3 separate regions of the Mus musculus genome follow, and all the other regions are linked to region 3. A link is a contact called in public Hi-C and Micro-C data. All regions are on one chromosome and are shown on one strand. The core of a region is the stretch at or near the end of the contact, and the rest is flanking DNA. Distances in the headings are between cores, read along the strand shown.

The links. Hi-C and Micro-C count contacts between places; a contact is called where the count stands out from the background.
Region 1: a Micro-C map of muscle stem cells shows a contact between it and region 3, with 5 times the contacts expected there. The contact joins the enhancer-like site here to the promoter of Agpat5 in region 3. A contact is called at or near these places in 3 of 39 promoter capture datasets (frontonasal cranial neural crest, hippocampal neurons and neural stem cells), 4 of 484 Hi-C or Micro-C datasets (muscle stem cells, nephron progenitors and stem cell-derived neurons), 3 of 115 datasets of contacts at active chromatin or transcription factors (the SCID.adh cell line, embryonic stem cells and epiblast stem cells) and 3 of 9 other capture datasets (adipose tissue, liver and pancreatic islet).
Region 2: a Hi-C map of muscle stem cells shows a contact between it and region 3, with 2.5 times the contacts expected there. The contact joins the enhancer-like site here to the promoter of Agpat5 in region 3. A contact is called at or near these places in 1 of 39 promoter capture datasets (macrophages), 4 of 484 Hi-C or Micro-C datasets (muscle stem cells, nephron progenitors and rod photoreceptor), 1 of 115 datasets of contacts at active chromatin or transcription factors (embryonic stem cells) and 3 of 9 other capture datasets (adipose tissue, liver and pancreatic islet).

Annotation. Positions count from the first base shown.
Region 1 is chr8:18,724,766-18,728,619 of GRCm38.p6, forward strand. All of the region lies in intron 12 of Mcph1 (microcephaly, primary autosomal recessive 1), which reads left to right. All of the region lies in intron 1 of Angpt2 (angiopoietin 2), which reads right to left. Among named protein-coding and RNA genes, the nearest start is that of Angpt2, 15 kb to the right of the region's middle. Within about 2 kb of position 1,831, at least 69 of the 459 cell types and tissues checked have an H3K27ac peak or open chromatin away from gene starts, as enhancers often do. A contact at or near this core is called in adipose tissue, muscle stem cells and neural stem cells, where this site is marked.
Region 2 is chr8:18,765,749-18,769,642 of GRCm38.p6, forward strand. All of the region lies in intron 12 of Mcph1 (microcephaly, primary autosomal recessive 1), which reads left to right. Among named protein-coding and RNA genes, the nearest start is that of Angpt2, 26 kb to the left of the region's middle. Within about 2 kb of position 2,158, at least 61 of the 459 cell types and tissues checked have an H3K27ac peak or open chromatin away from gene starts, as enhancers often do. A contact at or near this core is called in adipose tissue and muscle stem cells, where this site is marked.
Region 3 is chr8:18,843,686-18,847,581 of GRCm38.p6, forward strand. Agpat5 (1-acylglycerol-3-phosphate O-acyltransferase 5 (lysophosphatidic acid acyltransferase, epsilon)) reads left to right here and starts at 2,594. Exons shown (of 8, transcript NM_026792.3): 1 at 2,594-3,093. The coding sequence starts at 2,875.

The DNA.
Region 1 (3,854 bases), core at 581-3,080, 120 kb before region 3:
AACAAATAAAGAAATGTCTGAGTCATGCATTGCATTTGATGGAGTCCAGTGGCAGAGAGAACTTAAGCTGTACTGTGGATGGTGGCTCTGCCCGGTGCTCGGTGGAGTGAGGCCGCAGCGCTCTGAGGAAGTGATACGAGCCAGCTGGGTGGATTTAATTCTGTCTTGGGTTCCTCCAGTGCACTAAGTGTGTCATGCTTTGAGTAGCAATGTGGAAGCCTGGCTGTGCCAGGACCGAGTGGCTAGGGAGGGACTTGCCACTGTCTTTGAAGCTCTCCTGCAGGCATCTCCACGGAGAGGCAAGTTGCAGCTCAGCTCCATAGGAGCTCCTGGGCCAGCTTGTTTAAGTTTTCCATTCCTCGTTGGGAAAAGTAACATAGAGATACTGAGGAGCTTGTCATATAAATGGCAAGTTGTAGTGCTCATTTATAGTGCTTACCTAGTGTGCATGAAGCTCTGGGGTCAGTCCCTAGCACCATATAAGCTAGTTTTGGTCACCAACACCTGTACTCCTGGGACTTAGGAGGTGGAGGCAGAGGGATCAAAGGTTTGTGGACATCCTCCACTATATAATGAGTTCAAGGATAGCCTGGGCTACATGAGGCCTTGCTCTGAATGGAAGAGGAGGAGGAGGAAGAGGAGGAGGAGGAGTCAAGTTGAACAAATTAGCACAGACTCCAAAGTCCACACTAAGGCATCCTGAGTGCCTGCAGTGAGCAGACAATACCATGGAGGGGAGTTTTAAAATGCTCAAGGAAAACTCACAGCATTCAACTCTGTCTACTGTTAGAGGAGCCAGAGGCTCAGAGCCCCCCAGTTGTAATGTCTGATCGTCCTTCTGTGAAGCTGAGTTTCTGGTGGCCGCTCTTGCAGAAAGCAAGCCTGGCAGGATAGAAGATGAACTAGAACTCACTGGGGCAGTGTCCACTTTGACTCCAAAGGAACATTGTGCTGCCTATAGGCTAAATCCACTCCATTCATACTTAAGAAACAACTCCATTCAGAAGGCTGAGGCAAACTGAAGGTCAGCCTGGACTACATAACAATACTTTGTCAAAAAAAAAAAAAGTAAACAAAGGGTCATTTATTTCTTGCAGTTTGTGTGCATTTATGTGTTGAAATGACTGCTAAGTGTTTAAATCATTTGGACCTAATGTACTAGTCAATTCATTTATTAAGTATTTGTTTCAACCTAGGGGTGCTATGAAAGAAGTAATAATTACTGAGACACTCTGGATACCAGGAACTAAGAAAAGTGGAAACACATTGGCCAGAGCCTTGCCCTCTGTGGGATTTCGATTGGAGACCCAGCCCTCCTCCTCCTTCCCTGCCTCCAGTCAAGACATTGCCTTTAGTTGCTATCTGTGTGCTTGTCAGCAAACTAGAAACATGAACAGAAGTGCAGAGTGTCTAAGACCTTAGCGGGGCCTTAGAAGAGGTCTTAGACTTGAGTGTTTTTCTAGCTTGTGATGCTTTGAGGCCCTATCCCCCTTCAGGTGAGCAGCTTTCCCAAGTACCTGATGGCATGTTCTCAGAGCAGCGTGTGGTGCCGTGGGACTCCGCCTGCCCCTGGCCAGTGCATTTTGTGGTAGGCAGAAGTGCAGAAGTGGGCATTGGCTTTCAAAGGGCGATCTTGCCAACTACTGCTTGCTCATGATTTACAGTGCGCCCATCCAGTCCTCACTTGTTCTTAGGTGAACAATTCTAGGACACTCAGTTATATAGGAAAGCCACATTGACTTGAGCGCCACAGCCGTCTCTGAGGGAAAGCCTCGGCGTGCCTCTCCAGAAGCTTGTGGTGAAAGTACAAGGGACCTGAGTCATTTTCCCATAATTAGATGCAGTTCGGAGGTCTGCCCCTCTCCCCAGCCCTCTTGCCTTGCATGCAGGGCTGTTCAGTTGGAAGCTAGTGGAAAATTCCTGTGCCCTTTCACCCTGCTGCCACAAGTTATAAAAAGCGTGCCATTCAGAACTGATTTTTCTCCTGCGTGCTTGGATTTTTACTCACAAAATAAAGGGGGACAGTGAGTTTTAAGAATTATATTCTACTTACCAGTGAGGCTAGGGGCTGTGGTACCACTTGGGATCACAGAGCAGCTGGCCCAGTCTGCTACTTCTTTGGGGGCTCATTAATGATATCACTGAGGCCATCTAAGTGGACCTCTTTTTTCAGAGCCACAATGACATTAGCCCCACAGTTCACTCAGAGTTTGCCCTGCTTGGCGTACTTTGTGGGAATGAGGGGCAAACACAGAAGACTGCAGTAGTAGAGTTTGGTTTTTGTTTTTTTCGTATTGTTAGATCTGTTTGTCTTAATCAAAATATGACTCATCCTGCCCCATTTTCAAGCCAAAGCTCACTGCGGTTATCCTGTGACTTGGCCTAAATCCCCATGATCTGCTTTAATTTGATCTCGACAGTTTCCTTCGGCTGTAGGAATTCAGTGTCAAGTTTACAAAGTGTGGGTGCCAGCTTTAATGTTGCATCTCTGTCACTTACTGAGTCCCCTGGTAGAAGGACCTGCCCTGGGGTTTTACTGCTTGTTGGGATCCACATTCTGAGTGTTTCGTTCCTCTGAATCTTGGCCCCCACCTGGGGTGACGTTCAAGGCCAAAGTTAGAGCTGAAGTGGAGAATTTGCTCCCAGTGCTTTGCTTCTGTTCCAGTATTTTCCAGCTGCGAGGTGCAGACCAACCAAGATCTTTCCCCATTCCTCAATCCTTCAGCCCCCAGCCTCTTTGATGACTCACATTGCCTTAGAGGGCAAAGTCCCTACTAAGGCAACAGCTGCCTTGGAAATACAATGGAAAAGCAGAAGTGAGGACCCGAATCCTCCCTACCCTTTATCCCCAGCAGCCAGGAGCCCCACGTGGGCCAGTTTCAGCCAAGGAACTCTGTTCTCCTGGTACCTTCCCTGCATGTCGAGTAGTCCTGGTAACTGCCCTGGCAGCAGGGGACAGCCGGCTCTCAGAGAGAAGTTCTGAGCCGTGTGAGCTGTGTGTAGTGAGCACACCTCACCTGTTGGAGGGCAGTGCTATCCAGGAAGACCTACGAAAGGAAGAAAGCTCTCAGAGTTCACAGGAGCAAGCTCTAGTTTGGGAAACTTGTATATGCCAGTCTTTCCCTACGCCTTGATGATGGGAAAGGTTGAAAACAGCGGCAAGGTAGCAACATCAGGCCTGAGTGAGAAGCTAGTGGACAGTCGAGCCCGTCCTTCCTCCCCCATCTCACTTTCCCATCACTCGGGCCTTCTGTTGTCTCCGTTCTAACCCTGACCATAACCTTGGGGAGATTCATTACGTGTTTGTCCAGGACTTCAACCCACTGAGGTGATCCCTCTCTTCAGAGCTCCCCCTTGACGCCTCCAGATTGAACAGCACGACCACCACTCAGCATGGGCCCTGAGTGGCCAATTTCATTAGGAAATAAGTTGATCTTGGACTTCACACCAGTCTGCTTTTAAGTCATTCTAACAATAGACTCCAAAGATAACAGTGTAAGGTATAGCACATGGGTTTGGCCAACAGAGAAGTATTGAAGTATTGACTTCCATAAAAGAGCATACGTCCACCTGAACTTACACATGGGTGTGAAAACCTGGCTGTATAACAAATCACTCCCCAGTGATGGCGGAAGCACATTTCAATGCATGCAACAGCGTGAATGAGCCATTGAAAAATAGAATCACCGAGCAGAAGTACAGGCTGCACTGCTCCAGTTATAGGAAATCTAAAACCTATCATGGGTAGCAAAATAAAGATTAGCCTTGAGCGGAAAAGAACCAGCCAGTGAGAGGAACCCAACCCCATCAGCTATGCTGGGCCCCCTCTGTATGCCGGGCTAGGGTGTCGTTAC
Region 2 (3,894 bases), core at 908-3,407, 78 kb before region 3:
AGCTGGTTCCGGGAAAGACCTGGGCAGAGAGAGCCCTTTGGCTTTCCTGGTTTGTTCCTCTCTAGCAGCATTTGCCTCAGGGAAGTCTTGACACCTCAGCCTCTGCCACCATCAAGCCACTTCTGAATACAGTTCCTTCCTTAAAGTGCATACCATCAATAATGTGACCACCCAAAGTCTCTTTCCGGAGAAGCCCCTCTTAGGCCCCTTCTTGCACCTGTCTCTCTAAACTGTAAGCCCCTGGGAAACAAAAAGCAAACTCTTGGGTTTTGGACTCTGCACTCTCCTACTCCGGCAACACACATGATGTAGAGCCATCTCCTAATCAGTGTGCATTGAGTTAGGTAGCCTCTTTCCAGAATGATCTCATCCTTTTAAATCAACATTATCTCAGTATTTCAGAGCCCCCTCAATGAAGGGAGGATCCCCCACATGCACCATAAACACAACTATGAGGAATGGACATAAGAGTGACCAACATGAGGCCCAGTCAAGACCCTCAGTGGGACCCTTCCCAAGACAAAGCTTTCCAAAGGTCCACTTGATGAGCCGGGGTTGGGAAAGGGTGTCTGTAGTGTAGCTCTTGGAAGGGACAGCAGCAGAGCCCCAGTACAGAACAAGAGTGTCAGAGCTGAGGGCCCAGGAAGAGTGTGGACCAGCTCCTGCACCCCCACCCTGTGCCTCCATTCCTCCCCCTGACTCTTGCCAGGAGAATGGCCGATAGCTGTAAGGTGAATGTCCCTGGAGAGCGCCCTTGACAGTGTAAAGCAGAGTTCTCCCTTGAGTGAGGAAGCCTCTGGAAGACCATTTCAGCTTCCCATGCAAGAGAAGAAGATGAAACCTCATCTCTTGCTATTCAGCTGAAGACATTGGGGCATGTAGGTGAAACATGGCTTGTCAGTGACCTCAGGACAGCAGTAGTATCAGCCACCATAATCCATCATCTGAGAAGCATGTGAGAGTGTGACCTTACTGTGGGTGCCCCTCTGCTCTGTAGAACTAAGAGGTAACCAGCACTTGGAGAATGTGGTCAGACTCCTTAGAGACAGCCCCAGCTGTGGCTTACCCATCAAATGTGATTTAGCTTGTGACTTTGCAAAATACAGTGTGTTGTACAAACTCTGCCTGGGGAGATGTGAACAGAAACATATTTATCTCCCAGACAGGCCACCAATCAGGCCCAAGTGATGAGAGGATACCACTCAAGTCCAGCTTGGAGGACCAATAGAATGACTGCCCTTGCTTAAAAGAAATGTGGGTAACCCCAAGTCAGCTACATCCCCAGAAAGTCTCAGTCTAGCATGGATGCTCCATATGGATGACATGTAGCTGCATAGACACATGTGTGGAGCTCTCATACACTCACTTAGCCCTCTGTGTATGCTAGCTACCACTTCCGAAGACCAGGAGACCATGTGCAGCCGGGGCAGAATTAAACAGGCTGGGAGCTAGACACCAGAGGGACAAGTGGAACTCTCAGGTACGGGTCCCATAACCCTTCCCACTGCTTCCTTCTTGTTGGTAATGTCAATGCTAGAACCTTGAGGTTCTCTTGTGAGTGGTCACAATCTCTCTGGTTAAAATAGCTGTTATGCTTGGAGGACAGCATCGCACAGCACGGTGCTTTATGACCGAAAAGCAAAATGCACAATTGCCCCTGCTTAGCTGGGGACAGAGAGAATGGGGTACAGTGCTGCTGGCTTCTAGCTACTTAAGCTATGTATTTTATACCCCACCCCACCCCTGGCCCTATTTAGATGATATTGCGCCACCACGCCCGGCTGATATTTCTCAAAGTAAATACAAGTGGGGCTTTTAAAGGTCTTCATAAAAGCGAAAATGTAAAGAGCTCCTGGGAAATGAGGCTGTCCTTTCAACTTGGCTTCCAACCCACTTCCGCAGTCATATAAATAGGAAGGCCTCTTCCTCGTTTCAATATCTTAAAAAGAAACCTTGATGTTACGTGTTGACCTAAGAGGAATGCCTTCCTCCTAGGGCAGACGGAAGGATATTCTTCAGGAATGCGAAGCTTGTGACAGGAATTATTGATACCTTTGGAATTTTTTCCCAAGTGACTCAGGGCTTCTTCAAACCATTACCTAGGAATTAGTCAGGGACTGCGTGTCGCCGTCCCCAACTGTTTTAAAGCAGAGCTGAGCACAGCGTAAGCGAGAAAGGCGCGAATGTGCCTTTGCGTGGTCTTCCCGCGCTGGGTGACTCTTGTTTTCCTGCACACTTTAATTAGAATGTTTCTACATTTGCCAAAGAAAATGTTGGAATGGAGACAAAACCGTGAAATTATAGGAACAGGGCTTGATGTAATAGCTTATTTGTGAAGGAAGCACAACTTGTTTGGTATTTTATTGAAGCAGGAAGTTCGGAGCCTCAGAACACACAAGCACAACAAATTCTCAGGTGCCGCTTGAGTCATCTGCTGTTGGCAGCGCCACTGGTAGCTTTCCCTGCGCTGACTTTTATCTTCTGGTTTGTTTTTTCTTTTTTGCAGAGTCACGAGGGTCAGGTGGGGTAGGAAATGACACAGAGCTTTAAAAAGATTGTGTAATTTTTTAAAAAAATGTACAGGTTGTGTACATTTTTTAAAGATAAGCTATGAGGATTAAACAGAGCAGGTCGGGCAGCCTCCCCTTAACCATATTGATACTTTTTTTGTACTTATCAACTTACAAAACAAGGAAACGTGAAATAAAATGAGAATCTGCCTGAAATGGTAACTGTCGCTCTGGGGAATCAGGGAATCGTATAGAGACAATCAAGATGAGAAGCGCTGTGGTTTGTTTCTCTGTTTTCTATTGGCTTTTGGCCACGGGAACTGAATGATAGACCCACAGCATTAAAAAGTTTGAGAAATATCTCGGGCTGACTGACACCGTTTTGTTTCATATGCAGAAATCATTGAGTTTCTGTCTTGTTTTTTGTTTCTGTCTGAAAACTCGGGTCTAGATGGTGCTTTGAGATGTGTAAAAATCTCCAGCCACCCTGGCACCACATGGTGGGTGTATTAAATACCTGTGAGTTTTCTGTCAAGTGACTGCTCCTGGTAGCACTTGAGTGAAGTGCTGGGATGGGATCCGATGGAGAGGAGGGAGGGAGGGCGGGGGGGCGGGGATAAGGGAAGGCAGGACCCAGGTCCTATCTGAATTGCTGTGTATCCTGCAGGATGTGAGGCTGGTGACCAGTTCACGGCTAGTAACCAAGCCTGTGTGGAGACAGGTGACAAGGCAGAGTCGTGCCTCAGGAAGGAGCATGCGCAGATCCCACAGATCAGGCATTAACTAACTGCCTAAGGGCTAAGAGCCAGCGCCAGCAGGGTGGGGCTTCATTCACTACCTGGCATGAGGGCACCTTCCTGGTGATACTTGAGAGATTATCTCTCTGCAGGTGAAATGAGCCAATTCAAAGCAAAGTAGGTTATATTAAATGCAGATTTATTGAGACTCTGCTCTCTCATAAAGATAGGTGAGTTCACTGGCCCCCAAGATCTAAGGCCAGGAAAGTCACTATGGAGAAACAGAGGGGGCGGAGCATACACACAGAGAGAGAAGTGGAGAAGAGAGAGGCACCAAATATCCTTTATCTATATAAGATATTATATGCTAATTAGGTATGCTAATTATGTATGCTAATTAGGGACTGAGGGATGCCAGGCAACCTTGGGGCCAGGTCTGCTTTGGTATGTAAAATATGCACCTCAGTCCCTTGTCAGAGTCCAAAACCTTTGTTCTTCATGTATATCCCATTATATATGAGGATCACTGCCTTTTGCTTTCTGTATGCCTGACTCTGCTTTTATTGGTCCTTTAAATGTGTCTTAGAAAACAGACACCATCAAATTCCACCCTGCTGCTAAATTTCCTCTTGTTGGCAGGTTCAAGG
Region 3 (3,896 bases), core at 1,344-3,843:
ACCCTAATTAATTAATTAATTAGGGGAGGAAGACTCTTCAGAGGCTTAGAACATTCAGCCTTTGAAAAGACACTGGATGTTTTTGGCCGAGTCTCTGCTCTGCAGTGTATTTCTTTCTTTTTCTTTCTGTACATCTGCTGTCTCCCATGTGTTTCCTCAATCCCTAATAAACACCTTTCTTCAACTGCTGATTCTGTCTGTGAGGTGTTTGAGATTTCTCTGGTGCCTTAAGGGGGAAAAAAAACTGATCAAGATCTCTAGATTTTATCATCTTCAAGCCTCACCTTGGTTTTTGTTCCTGAAGACTATCACACTGTCATCCTCGGCAGCCAGAGGAGTTCCCCTGGATTTTAGGGACTTCAGCTCGGGCTAAACCAGGATTAGTGGATTTGATGTTGAAAAGAATTTATAGTGAAACATAGCTGGGAATTTTATTACAGGTATTTTAATGTAAGCTTAAGCATAAAGGGTTTTTGTTTTTTTTTTTTTTTTTTTGGTTAAAAAAAACACACAGGCTCACATTGTTAGTATTATCCAGATAAGCTATAGTGGTTCTCAGATTGTGCATCTAAGAGTCACCAGAACACCTTCCTATTTGTCTAGTTTTACAGCTATCTGTGTGTATGGGTGCATGCCATGGACACCTGTAGAGGTCACAGGACAATCTCCAATTCACTTTCTCCTTCCACCACATGGGCTCTGTAATCACTAAGGTTTGTCAATCCTGAGTACAGATGTTCAGAACCATCTTACTGTCTCCTCTCTTCTGATAAAACATGAGGTGGCCCCAGAGACGTTTTAGACAGGGTTATAATCTGATAAGGGAAAAGCCACATGTCCTTTCCTTACAAATGTAATTTCTACAGACATTCCTAGAAAATTGAAACTTTATGGTTGGGAAAGGAGAGGGGGCCCTCAGGTACCTTGTTTTTCTGTTGACAAAAGTTGACTCTTAACATTGTCAAGTAAATGCTCCCACAAATGGATCATCTGACTATTTGCAGAATGTCATAGGCCAACAGAGAGAGAACCCCTGAATTTCCAGAGACCTTCAGGTTGGCTCAGTCCCTTCTTTTTTGATGTGTACCTCAATTCCTGTCTTCCTGAACTCTTGTTTGCCAATCTGAATCTACAGTCTATCTGTCAAACAATTCCTTTGTCTGGACTGGTCTGCTGAACTGACAGTGAATTGTCTTGACAGTTCCTTTGCCTGCCCTTTTACCTCTGCATCTTCATTAAACTGGACAGTTTGTCATATCTGTGACCCACCAACAGCTGCTTTTCCCCTAAAGCTGGGTTTGTGGTTCATGTTATCGTGACAGACACTCTTATAGCCCTGTCAGTTCTCCAGCACTGGCTTCCCAAGGCTTTTAAAACTCCTTTCTTCTTTCTAACTCTTTGTAGTCACTGTAACCTATATATGCATATGTAAACAGAGATATACTTACAGAGTGATGTATGTGTGATCTGAGAGTTAATATTAGTAATTAAGACTGCAATAAAAGAACCTGTGTTTCCCTTAGCAAGGGCTACAGAGTAAAGTGGGCCTCTCTGGTGCCAGCGAAGCCACTGTACTTAGTGAAATTTATTGTCATTCAATACATTCTGATATCGTGTAAACTCCTAAGCACGTCCATCTGACATAGTGTGCTAATGACAGGAGTCACCTGTATGCCTTATGAAGCGCATCTCAGAGGTGATGGGAAAGAAACATGGGGCAAAAGATGAAGGGAAATCCAAGGCAAGGAAGCAGAGACACAGGCGTCAGTGGTGTGGAAAGGGAGAAAACTAGGGGCAGAATAAGTGACCTTAGGGTCACTTAGAGAAACCAACACACACACACACACCCACATATTTAAAACGTACTTTATACAGATCTGAGCGTGCGCACTGACCTGTTTCCTTCTATACCTTCTTGTATAGAATTATCTGGTCTCCACTAGTTAGGGCAGTGAAAGGACCTGGGCCCCTGGATAAGTTTTTGCTGTTACTTAACTATTCTAGTTTTCTGGAGGGAAGAGAACTTATGGATCCTACATGTATAGGGAAATACTTTCCTACACATTGAAAAGAAGAAATGTAGGATATTAGGAAAACGCACAGTAGAAACAAGTTAAAGAGCAAGAGGTTATTAAAGGGCAAAAGTTAAGGCTTTGAAAGATTTAATACAAGGAGGTGACAGTCCCGTGAAAGGTGAACCAAGGGTACAGGAGACGGACCCAGCCTCATTCTGCAACAGCCAAGAGGAGGGAAGGTGTGCTTCCTATGCACGTGGGGGCACGGGTGGCCCTCCGGCACGCGAAGACGCTGCAGTTGTCCATAACCTGCGGCATCGAGCTCCTCCTGTGCTCCACGACTTAGTCGGCTCACGCGTGTCTTGCAGGAAGCATCCTCGTGTCTCCACGCAGCTCTCGCACGCCAGCACAGGCCAAAACCCACCACCTCACTTCTTCCCGGGCTCATCCCCAGCCAGCATTCGCAGTCGAGCATGCGTCGTGACGAGGCCAAGGGACCGAGCCAATCAGAACACGTATTACGCCCATAAGTCGGCCAATCAGGAGGCGCCTTATTACCCGGGAGCCTTGCTTCACCCCGCCTCCCCGCTGACAAGCACGGGTCGCGCGGAGCAAAGCGAGCACCCCGAGGCGAGTGCGCCCGGCAAGCCGAGGCGTGCCCTTTCCAAGGCGGCGAGCAGAGGCCGTCACTGTCCCCGCCGGGTCCCGGGCCCCCGCGGCCCATGCTGGGGGCGGAGCCAGGGCGGAGGGCGGCGGCGCGGCCGGCCCCGCGCAGTGATTGGCGGGCGGCCGGCGGTGGCTGAGGTCCTGGTGGCCGCGCGGGCAACGCAGGCGGAGTCGCGGCTGGCGAGCCGAGAGGATGCTGCTGTCCCTGGTGCTCCACACGTACTCTATGCGCTACCTGCTCCCCAGCGTCCTGTTGCTGGGCTCGGCGCCCACCTACCTGCTGGCCTGGACGCTGTGGCGGGTGCTCTCCGCGCTGATGCCCGCCCGCCTGTACCAGCGCGTGGACGACCGGCTTTACTGCGTCTACCAGAACATGGTGCTCTTCTTCTTCGAGAACTACACCGGGGTCCAGGTGAGGCGCGGCCGCGCAGGGCTGCGTGCGAGCCCTCCCCGCGGCCGGGGCGGCGCTTGCAACCCGGGCGAACACTCGCAGCCCGGCGAGCACGTGCCGCAGCTCACGGCCTCCCGCCGCGGGGGGAAGTTTCTGGTTCTCACTTCGGGGTTCCTTCTGGAACGTCCTGCTGAGGCTGAGTGTGTTCCCGGGTCCGCCCCACCCCCGCCCCGGGCCGGCTGTTACTGCCCATCTCAGTGCCTGCCAAAGTAGGGCACTGAGTCCGAGGTGGTGATGCTGGGACTGGCTTCATTTGCACTTCCGAGGTCTTTTAGATTAGCAAGACCTCTAGGCGCTGACCAAAGTGACAGCTGTGAAGGACGACTCCTGCCTTGGGTTCCTCCCGGGTGAAAGCGAGGGCCTAGGGAGGAAATGAATACATTGGTTACAATAGGAGCCTCACTGTCGATACAGTTCTCTTCAGCTTGGACTGGGCTTCAATGTGGGCTGATCTCTTGTCAGATTGCTTTCTTCCTGCTACTGTTTCTTTCTTTCTTTCCACCCCTCCCTCCCCCCCCCCCGCCCCGTGGAGATTGAACTCTGAAAACAATAAAGAGTAGAAAGCTCTCCTAATGTGAATTCGTTATATGACATCCCATAAAAACCTACAGTTGTACTTCCTTTTTGGTTTTCAGTTTCAAAGAAGAGCTCTGTTTGGGTTCTCCCAGATGTATCTATGACTTTCCCCCCCATTTCTCAGTTCTTTTCATTCTGTGTTAGGGGGGTACTTTGGCGACTGGATCCCTTACTGAGTTTTGCGCCAG